2 separate regions of the Mus musculus genome follow, and region 1 is linked to region 2. The links are chromatin contacts, called in public HiChIP or PLAC-seq maps. All regions are on one chromosome and are shown on one strand. Each heading gives the region's core, a stretch centred on a gene start, on an enhancer-like site or on the middle of the called end of the contact. The rest is flanking DNA. Distances are from core to core; before and after follow the strand shown.

Evidence for each region. HiChIP or PLAC-seq counts read pairs in DNA pulled down with a chosen protein or histone mark.
Region 1: an H3K27ac HiChIP or PLAC-seq map of embryonic fibroblasts shows a contact between it and region 2, with 42 read pairs. The contact joins the enhancer-like site here to the promoter of Morrbid in region 2. A contact is called at or near these places in 1 of 15 datasets of contacts at CTCF or cohesin (CD8 T cells), 41 of 484 Hi-C or Micro-C datasets (the AML12 cell line, B cells, the C2C12 cell line and 27 more), 11 of 115 datasets of contacts at active chromatin or transcription factors (CD8 T cells, the SCID.adh cell line, bone marrow-derived dendritic cells and 7 more) and 1 of 9 other capture datasets (bone marrow-derived macrophages).

The regions. Positions count from the first base shown.
Region 1 is chr2:128,466,913-128,471,982 of GRCm38.p6, reverse strand. No RefSeq gene overlaps it. Among named protein-coding and RNA genes, the nearest start is that of Gm36154, 2.9 kb to the right of the region's middle. Within about 2 kb of position 1,427, at least 85 of the 459 cell types and tissues checked have an H3K27ac peak or open chromatin away from gene starts, as enhancers often do. A contact at or near this core is called in the C2C12 cell line, CD8 T cells, CD8 central memory T cells and 13 more, where this site is marked.
Region 2 is chr2:128,427,662-128,432,475 of GRCm38.p6, reverse strand. Morrbid (myeloid RNA regulator of BCL2L11 induced cell death) reads left to right here and starts at 3,125. Exons shown (of 3, transcript NR_028589.1): 1 at 3,125-3,382. It overlaps Gm36154 (a long non-coding RNA gene), which reads left to right. Exons shown (of 3, transcript XR_374969.3): 3 at 658-1,679.

The DNA.
Region 1 (5,070 bases), core at 178-2,677, 41 kb before region 2:
ATAGGACACAAACAAATTGATATTAAATTGACCAGGAACTGTTTCCTCCTGGTCAGTGTTGTAGTTCTGGAAAGTGTTGTGTAGGCTGTTGGGGAGTAGGGCAATCAATGTTCTTATTTACTGGACCCTGATTGTTATAATATTGACCTATCAGGCGATACATGTTTACCGGTACAATAGCGGCAAGACTGTTTATGAAGGTAACAGATGTTCTCTTCATTGGCTTTGAGGCCTGCTTCACAAAAGTTATACCTGGTAGCTTAAACACTGTCAAAACCCAAGGCTAGAGATGTCACTAGCCCAAGGGGAGAATCTATTAGTATTGTTCTTCTAGATGGTGGTTAATGTAGAGACTCCCAGCTATTCCAAATGCTGAGACCAGGCTACTGTGAGTACTTAGCCACAAATGGGACTTGTACAGCAACCCTCCCTCTCTAAGGGTCAGGGAACAGTGCGGACAAATGTGTGGAAAGATTTCTTAAGTCTGCTTTCGCGGATTACAGTGCTAACTAGCCTCACATTAATGTTTTTGGTTATTAACTATGCAGTTTTTGTCCTCATTCAGCACCATGGACTTTCTGAAATTCAAATGTAACTCAGCAGCCTGTGTTTTGCTTGGCAACCCACCTGCATCTCAGGGCTATGCATTGGCTTGTCCCAGCTCTACTGACATCTCTGCTGCTTGTGAAAGTCTGAGACTTGCAGATTCTCAGAAGGGACAGCTTCCCTCCTACCATGTCAGGGTCTCCCAGGAGCCCGTGAGCAGGTGAGCCACTGGCCTGTCCACCCTGCTTCTTTCCAGCCCCTGTAAGTCTGCAGTCAGTCTTCTTCTCACTGTTATTGCCCGAGATCTCAGAGCTTATGGGCTGGGCTTGCCAGGAGAAAGAAAAAATATCCACCCAAAAGACAAGAAGTTTGGGGGACCCTGGGCCACATGCTCAAGTACTCAGAGCTCCTGATCCACAAAGGTGTGTGTGTGTGTGTGTGTGTGTGTGTGTGTGTGTGTGTTAAAGAAGGTTCAAATTCATGAGGATGGGAAGTGAGAGTGCAAGGCTGGCCACCTTTCTTCATCTCTCTCTTTCCACACCTTCCTGCCCAAACTGGTATTTTTGTCTTTTATGAATTACAAGTAAGGCCTTTGTTGAAGTCTGGGGATCTAAGGTCGGCTTTGGAGGGTTGTGGGGAGTCTTTTTAGTTCCTGCGGCTTTGTCTTTCTGAGCCTTTTCAGTAGGTTCTATTCCTCCTCCCCTCCCCTCCCCACCCCTGCCACGCCCTTGGCTGTGCCCCTTTCAGCACATTCCCACACTCTGATTCTTCTGTGGCCTGCTGTTGGAACGTCTCTGAAATTCCCATGGGCTTCTGCTCAGCCAGCGCCCTTCCCTTGGAGTACACATGGGATCACAGCACACATGTTTTCCCAGACTCTCTCAGGCCGACTTCCTGTTGGGAGCCCTGGAACTCTGAGCCACTCAGTACCATGTGACTTCAGTACTGGGTGTGGCATCTCCTGGGTGAAAGCCACATCCTCTCCCTCTTCAGCAGACATGCAGGTACAGAGGGCCTGAAACTGTCACTAGCATCTCACCAATCTGGTCTACGGCTTCCAGACTGTTTGTAAAGTCAGTTTAAGCCACAGCCATTGTCAAAAGTTACATGTAATCCTCTAGGGATACAGACATACCAGTTTCTCATTATTAACAGAACACCTATCAGTAGTAACTGAAGGAAAGAGGCTTTGTTTTGGCTTACAGTTTGAGGGCACAGTTCGCGAGAGAAAATTGTGGCAGGGACAGCAACTGTGGCGTGTACCACTCTGAGGTCTCCCAAGCCCTTCCATATGCAGGTCCCATGGAGTCCTGATGCCTCTATGACACAGCAGTAGCAAGGGATTTTGTATGATGGAGGAGGATACCCTGCCCCCCGCCCCCCCCCCCCCATTACAGTTGGTTTTAGTGTCAACTCTCCATAAATTAGAATCCCCGGAACTGTCTGAACTGAAGATGTGCCCTGATTGTGTGAGTGGCTTGGGGAAGACCCTCTCCCACTTACTGCCCTTATTCACTTGGCCTCCCCTCTTGCTTCAGCGATGATTTACCCTGAGGCTGCTGATTCCTTTCCTCACAGTAGAACCAGTGCTCCTAGACTTCCACTGATGACTGTGGTCCAGGAATCTGCCAGGTTTTCAGGGCCAGGTTGGCACTGCTGAGACACACAACCTTGTGGATGGAGCAATTCCTGGGTGCTGGCTTCTCCAGTGGGAGACAGCTACTGTGGGACTAATGGACAATCAGCCTCAAAACCGAATGACTGCTGTCCTAGCCCCTCAGGGATGATTCTGCTGTTATTGCTATCTTCACACAAGCTGACTTAGTACCTCCCTTAATACAATATATGTATATATATATATACATATGTATATTATTATAAACACATATGTGTTGTAAATATATATTAAACATGTATTATAAATGCACACATATATCTTTCGCCTGGCTTCATAATTCTGTGCTTCAATTTCCTCACCTGAAAAATGAGAAAAATATTGAGACTTATCTTCTCCAAAGTATGAGGGATGAGCTTTCTCTGAAGCTGTCTACTGAGCAGGTTTCAGTGAGCTAAAACACACTAAGATCTTAGCATAAAGCCCAACACACACGTACACATGTATATGCTTAACCTAAATATACCCCAATTTCTTCAACTCTGTCACATCCCCTAAGAGTTCCATAAACCACCCACAAGGCGGCATCACCCACTAGGAAGCAGGCATTTAAGTACAGGAGTCAGAGGAGGACATTTCACGGCATTCACAGTAGGCCCCAGTTTACAATGTTTCTTTTCACTCATTCATTGTTGCTGAAAGATCTTTTCAGAGGTGTAAACATGATCATATGGAAGTCAGGAGTCTGCCAGGTTTGGAGGGAGGTGGAGGACGGGAGGGAAAAGGCAGTCAGGGGCCAGTGTACATTTGTACATCACACTCTCCTCCCACTCAGATGATGCTGACACCATGGTGATGACCATTGAGATGATGTCATGGGGTTAAAACTCACTCCAGTGACCTGCATGAAAGGGAACACTTGCCTGGGGCTTTGTCTTTCCTGCCCCATCTCCAGGTTTGGATTGCCATGATAGAATCCATCACTCAGGCTCAGACCTAGCCAAAGGCTCACCAGAGTCACATAAATCCCCTCAACTGTGGCGTGACCTTGCCCTCCTGGTCTCTCCCTGTCAGCTATTTCCTGGACACCTGCTAGCTGGAGCTGTCTGTGCTTTCTTCAGAGACCCCCTCAGCCTCAGCCTCAGCCTTGCCCTCTGCCCTGCACGTCTGCCTCCCTCCTCTTTCCCCCCACTTCTGCTCTCTTGCCCCCATCACTTACCCTGCATCACCACCTCCACTTGACCCCAAGCCCCTGCACTCTAAGCCTCTATGGCAGTCCTTCCAGCTGTCTGCCTAGCGCTACAGAGGGGTATAGGCAGGAGAAGACAGCAGGTGACTGGAACTCACACCTGTGTCTCACAAGAGACATGGCACCATAGTGATGCTCACTGGTGCCCATTTATTCAGCTAGACTCTGCACCTGGCAGCCTGGTTTGGTTAAGCACAGAGAATGAGAATGGCTTCCTAAATGGCAGGAGCCTTTTGGACTCCAGAGTTTCTCATGGTTCACGGAAGTTTGCAAATGAAGCTGAGCGTTAAACACAAGTTGAAGCACATTTTAGGGAACGCAAGAAACTTCCAGAATTGGAATATGTTATGGGAGAGCGATGATGAGGTGCAGGGCGCTGGCCATCCAGGCAGAGCCCTTGCCTTAACTCCTGCCACACCTGTAGAAGATGAGGTTCCAGAAGGTTGCTGGCACCATCCTGGGCACTACATTATGACCCCGGGTGGAGGGAGATCTCTGCACTAAATGTGATAGTCACACTTAGATCTGGCTGGTGCATAAAGGATCTACAAGGAACGATGGAGGTTGAGTGGAGCCAGTATGAATGGCCAAGTACACTCAGTTTGCAGACACATGGAGGCCTGGCCACTGGGGAAGCCTTTAGGGACTGGCCAGCAGGACCGCAAGAGGGACCCTTGCTCCCTGGTGTTGGGGAGGTGGGATCTTTGCAATGACAGAGAAAGGAGTACAGGCCTCCCGAACTACTGGGGATTTTACAGGACTTTTGAAAAATTGGGATTTGAAACTTTTAAAACCATGCAACATTTTCTTAGTTGCAAAACAACAAAAATTACATAATTTCAAAGCTGTGCAAGAGGATGAGGCAAAAGCATGAATCATTTCCCATGCTACAGAGTGAGCAATTGAGCAAATGTTACTGGCCGCATCCAGCTGCTGGGATACAGTGTTTATGTGTCTAGGTTTGTATGCCATGGCTGGGGGGGGGGGGGCGTCATCTTCACCTCTCTGTGTTCTAGTCATCAAGACAAAAGGGTGTGTTCCACAGCAAGACAAAGATAGCACCCAGAGCTGGAGCCCAGCATGAGGGTTAGCTGAGAACATGCAAAGGCACGAGGAAAGAGCTTGCTGCGATGAAAACTAAAAAAATTAAATTTAAAATTAAAAAGCCGCAAAGATCCACGAACAACCCCAGCCTTCTTTAAATTGCAGTTGATTTTAGATAAAATCACTCTTCACTTGAGGGCTTTAGGAGCCAGTTCTCGGCTAGAATGCATGTACTACCCCCACAACCTTAGAGGAAAAGATTCCAGGCTGGCTCGCTCTTGGTGAGACTGGTAAACACGGTATCCGATAGTAGTGTCAGAGAAGGAAGTGTGCCACATAAGCTCCCTGATCAGAGGGCTAGCTGGGCCTATCCCAGGCCCCTTTATCCTTGCCCTACCACAGCCGGAGCTGTTGAATGTACAGCACAGTCAACAACCAGGGCTGAAGGAGAAAGGTGAAGAGGGTGTGGAGGAGACTTCCCACACTGCTCTAAGAAATCCCTAAGAAGAGATTAGTTTTACCCTATGAAGCTCAGATTGTCCACAGGGTACAACTGAGCTCTGTACGGGTCCTCTGCCTGAGAAGTGGCTTTCTGTGGAGGTTGAGGGATGGAGCC
Region 2 (4,814 bases), core at 1,876-4,375:
GGTGTCTGCAGGGCTAAAGGAAACCCGGAACACTGACTGGTGGGCGATGTCCTGGTTGATAGTGAGCTCCTAACGCTGTAACTCATCCATAGGCCAACAAAACCGCGAGTTACACACAACAAGGGGCAGCTACAGCATCCAAATGGGGTATTTGATTAAGATAAAAATCTCATTATGTAGTCTAGGCTGACCTTGAACTCACAAACCTCTGGCCTTTCTCTCTCCAATACTTATATAGGTGTGTAGTACCATGCCTAGCTTCTGCCATTTAACTGGATGTCATTGTTCCTCAAAGTGCCACGTATCCATTTCCTTGATGCTGCGTTGGAGGGTGCTGCTTGTAGGTGTGGCTCCCTCTCTTTTGGCTGAGCTCACCCTGATCCCAGCTACTTACCGCCAAGCTGTGTCTAGGGTCACAGAGGCTGCCAGGTCAGGTACCTGGTCACCATGGCCTCCTGAGCCTTGGCCAACATGCCCCACCCTGTTTCTGTCTGACGGGAACTCCTTGGAGTCCTGGCCAGTCAGCCTCTTCTGCCTTCTTGAAACCTCCAGCCCTTGGCTGTGAGCCCTGGCTTTCTTGGTTCTCCTCCAGGCTCACTGGCCAAGGGTCCAAACCGCCTTGCTCATCTTTCATCTCTATGTGTCTCTCCCCTCCAGGCCGGGCCTTTAGATCACCACCTCTGAAATCTTCAACACAAACCTACTCCTGGCATTTAAAGTCTACCAACATCTTTATAAGCATCTCCACGTGACATCTGATAGGCAAAGCCAAACAGCAGCGGAAACGGAGCCGGTGTTCTTGATGTCTTCCTCACTTGGACTGTCTCCTCCCTCAACTCCCTCAACCTTCCTCCTCTTAGCAGGTGGCACCACTCTGCTCCTCAACCCTAAAGTCCAAGAGTTCTGTTGGAGTAATCTGTACCTACCACTGGGCTACCCAACCCATCCCACACCTCTGACTGCACACATTGCTTGGATTCCATCACCCTCATCAGACCCAAAGTGGAGGTGACCAGACTCCCATGTGCTCTGCTTTTAGCAAGTGTTATCCTTGGAAAATTCCAATCAGACCCCTCCACTCTCATATAATCCAGCCTGTCTCATGCTATCTTATTCCAGCAGGCACAGCAGCCCAGCCCCTTCCTTGCCTCCTTCCCCAGCCCCAGGCCTGTCTCAGCAGCCCACTCATCTCAATGGCTTTGACTTTATTAGCAATTTTTCACACTGACCACATCATGATCTCGAGTTCGTCCTGTGTGCTTATTTTCTGTCCTATCCCTTGAGAATACAAGCTTCCTGAGCACAGGGGACCTTCCCTCCCGACCCCACCCCCTGCTGTTTCCCAAGGCTCAGCATCAGAGCCTGGCATCTGGACCACATTTGTTGAGTCTGTGAATGACTGAACTCCACACTTCCTGTCCTTTGCTCTCAGTACGCTGCCATTGTCTTCACTACTGTCCGCATTGTTAAATAACCGTTTGTGGTCGTGCATTTTATTCATAGGCTCTGAATTTTAACAAGAGGTTACCTCTTTAGTGTGCAAGTCGTCTCTTTGAGCCTAGACTTTTGGTTGTGGCCCGTGACTCAAATACTATACTGGTAGGAAAACTTTCAACAGCAAACCACACACATTGTCAGAGGCCAGCTTTGACCTGCTCAGTGGTATAAGAGAACAGAGACACTCACCACAGTTACAGACCCTGGAGTTAGCTTTTCATTTTCATACAGAGGAAGGAACTACCATTGTCTGGATTTTGCAAATGGGCCAAGTATATCGGTCTTTTAATGATAACCAGTTATGGTTTGTATTGAAAAGCCCTCCCCTCATATATTTTGCTGTTCTCGGAAGTCTGGGCAGACTGTGCTAGATAGCCTGCTCAAACAACACGATGTCCTGGAGGAGCTGGACTGGTGTTTGGAGGCTTTAGAGGACAATGTACTTGCAAGCTGTTGCCAAGGCCAAATCCTCCGTCTCCTTAGGACTGAACATTCTCAACCTTCCTAGCCCTGCTACTCCTTTAATAAGCTCCTCATGTTGTGGGGAGCCCCAACTGGAGATTATTTCCATTGCTACTTCATAACTGGAGTTTTGCTACTGTTATGAATTATAATATAAATATCTGTGATTTCCAATGGTCTTGGTTGTCCCCTGGGAAAGGGTCATTTGACCCTCAGAGGGGTCTTGACCTATGAATGGATGAGTTTCTTCCCTTGCCCCTGTACCCCCAAATTCTCTCTCCTCCCTGCCTATACTGTTAGCTTTTCCCTAACCTGTTTAAGAGACTCTCTGGCACACATATCTGCTCTTACGTATGCTGTGTTAAGATTCTCTGATATACTGAAATGTACGTTTCAAAAGTGAAACCTCTGCTTTTTTTTTTTTTTTTTTTTTTTTTTTTTGGACAGTGCTGACTTTTGGGGGCAGGGAGGGGTGGGCAAAGATATCAACAATCACAGCAACCCTACCTGGCCTCACCAGAGGCTGCTCAGTGGTACATGGGTTCCGCTTTCTCTGGAGTACTTCTCATAGTTCAAAAAAGCTTGAAGCTGCGGAAGACAGCCCCGCCCTCTGCATCATTCAAAAGAAAACTCAGACATAGAGGCGGGCTCTTGGTTCTTGCATGGAAACGTTCAGGATTCTTTCAAAGTTAGAGAACCATAACTTTGTTTTTTACTCCTTGGTTCTTTTATTCATGTGATTTAGCCTAGCAAGACTAAGTCACACATGCTAACAGCCAGCTCAGAATAGATATAATGATTTTAGATCAAAACTCTGTGCAGAAAAAAAAAAATCATGGACTGAAATAGGGGATATCAGGGCCAAGCAAACTCAGATGCCTTAAGGAAATAGCAAAAATGGGTTCTTCCCTCTTCTGTGGACGGCCAGCGTGTTACAGCACCCGTGTGCATGTGAGATCTCTGCCTTTTATTTTCAGTTACCCCCAAGTCTCCTAACCAAAGCGTCTCCTCCCTGATGAGGGTGATCACTGGCTACAAGCCTGGGGCTTCCACACCCAAGGTCTGGGAAGCTGCTCTTTCCGGAAGGGTGGTAGAGACCCTGGGAACCAGACCAGGCGGGCTCACAAAGTATGAAGAGAATGTCGGGAGAGGAAGTGGTGGCTCTGAGTCAGCACGAGTCATCTGGTTCCAGTGACAATGAAGACTGAGGTGTCTGCTTTGCAGTTTTTTTTTTTCTTTTCTTGTCTTTTTTTTTTTTTTTCCTAATCATGTGGACATCTCTGAGAATGAGGGGACTGGGTGACTTTGCAGTGTCTGCTTTCTAAGTTTCAAAGTGACTTTCCAGGCAAGCTGCGCATATCTTGGGATCTTCACAGCACAGTGGCTGGGAAGGCAGGCGGACCCGTCTATCAGCTTCTCCCTGGTGAGTACTCTCAGTCAAAGATGTTTTCCGTGCACCTCTGAGCTGTGACAGCTGCTGTGTTCTGGGGTAGACACTGCTTCTCCCAGACTTTGAAGGTTTTGTGAGGTCAGAAAAGTGGCTCCCTCTGCCTCCAGCCCACCTGTTGTGTCTGTTGCGGGACTCTTGGAGGAAGTTTCTGAGCTGTGCCTTGTGGATGGTGGCTGTGTGTTATGCTGTCTCAGAGGAGAGCGTGAGGCTTGCCTGGGAAGGAAGCCACCACGGATTCCTAGCTAGAAGCTAAAGTGAAGGTCAGAGACGGAGGTGGGTGAGTTTGTGTTAACTGGGCACTGAGGTTGAACTAGTTTCCGCTCCTAAGAAGCAGAAGGAAGAGCCAACCCCGGGGGCAGCTTCTGGTCTCTGACTCAGGCAGCCAGGCCTGAGCTGTCCAGCTTCAGGGCAAGAAGTATGGCAGCGAGGCAGAATTTTGTCTTTTCTCTGAACACGCTACATCCCGTGCTTCCCTTTAACGCTCCAGGTGGAAAATGTGTTCAAAAGCAGAAAGAAAAGCCACAGGCTAGGGACCAGGAAGGGCATGGTGGAAGATGGGGGAAGGGAGTGGGCTGAGTTACTGCTATTCTTACAAACATCTTTACTGTCAAATAAACAGTTACAGTAACTGCTGTGCCACTTTTAAAGCAAATCTAAAAAGCGGTCATTTGCTTAAAAAGCTGCATAGCAGGCTGCAGGGAAGACAGGAGCCTGTTCTGAGCAACTCACTGGGGCGTGTGGGGCTTCCCGGGTTAAGAATGAGTCAGCAACCTAACTGAATGAGCCCTGAGAGCAGCTCCATTCACTCTGAGCGTAACAGGAGTTTGCCGGCTCGGGTCTTTGCATGATATCAGCATTGCCTGGCCCTCTGTGAAGAGGATAGTCACACACGTTCAGCTTTCTCCTGGAATGTACCTGAGAGGTCTCTTGGCTGTCTCCTTGTCAGGAATACTGTGTTCGGCTTCTTCAGCATGCCTGGGCTGATGACAATCATTTTGGGTCCTGCCCCTGACCGAGCACAGAGTTTGTTAAACGAACTCTGGGGTGCAGGAAGGACCAGGGTAGTCTAGAGCCGCAGTCGCACCCCACCCTTTGAAATAGTTCACACCCTTATGATTGGGAGAATCGGGTGAGACATGAATTTTGAAGCTGGCTTCCACAAGAGGCAGGCACTAACTTGGCTTAAATAAATCAGAGTGCAAGCTTCAGAGAAAGAAAGCCTCCAAATACCTTTGAGAAGAATTCCTATCCTAGAGCAGTTCTATACACGGAACCCAAGGAGTCGCCAAAGGCTTCACAGGTCAACACAGGGTTTGAATCTTTTCCTGGCTAGTTCTGTGGCTCTGCCTGAAGATTGTTTATCTGTGTTTAGATAACTGTGGGTGGGTCCCAGCTCTCTGGGGCC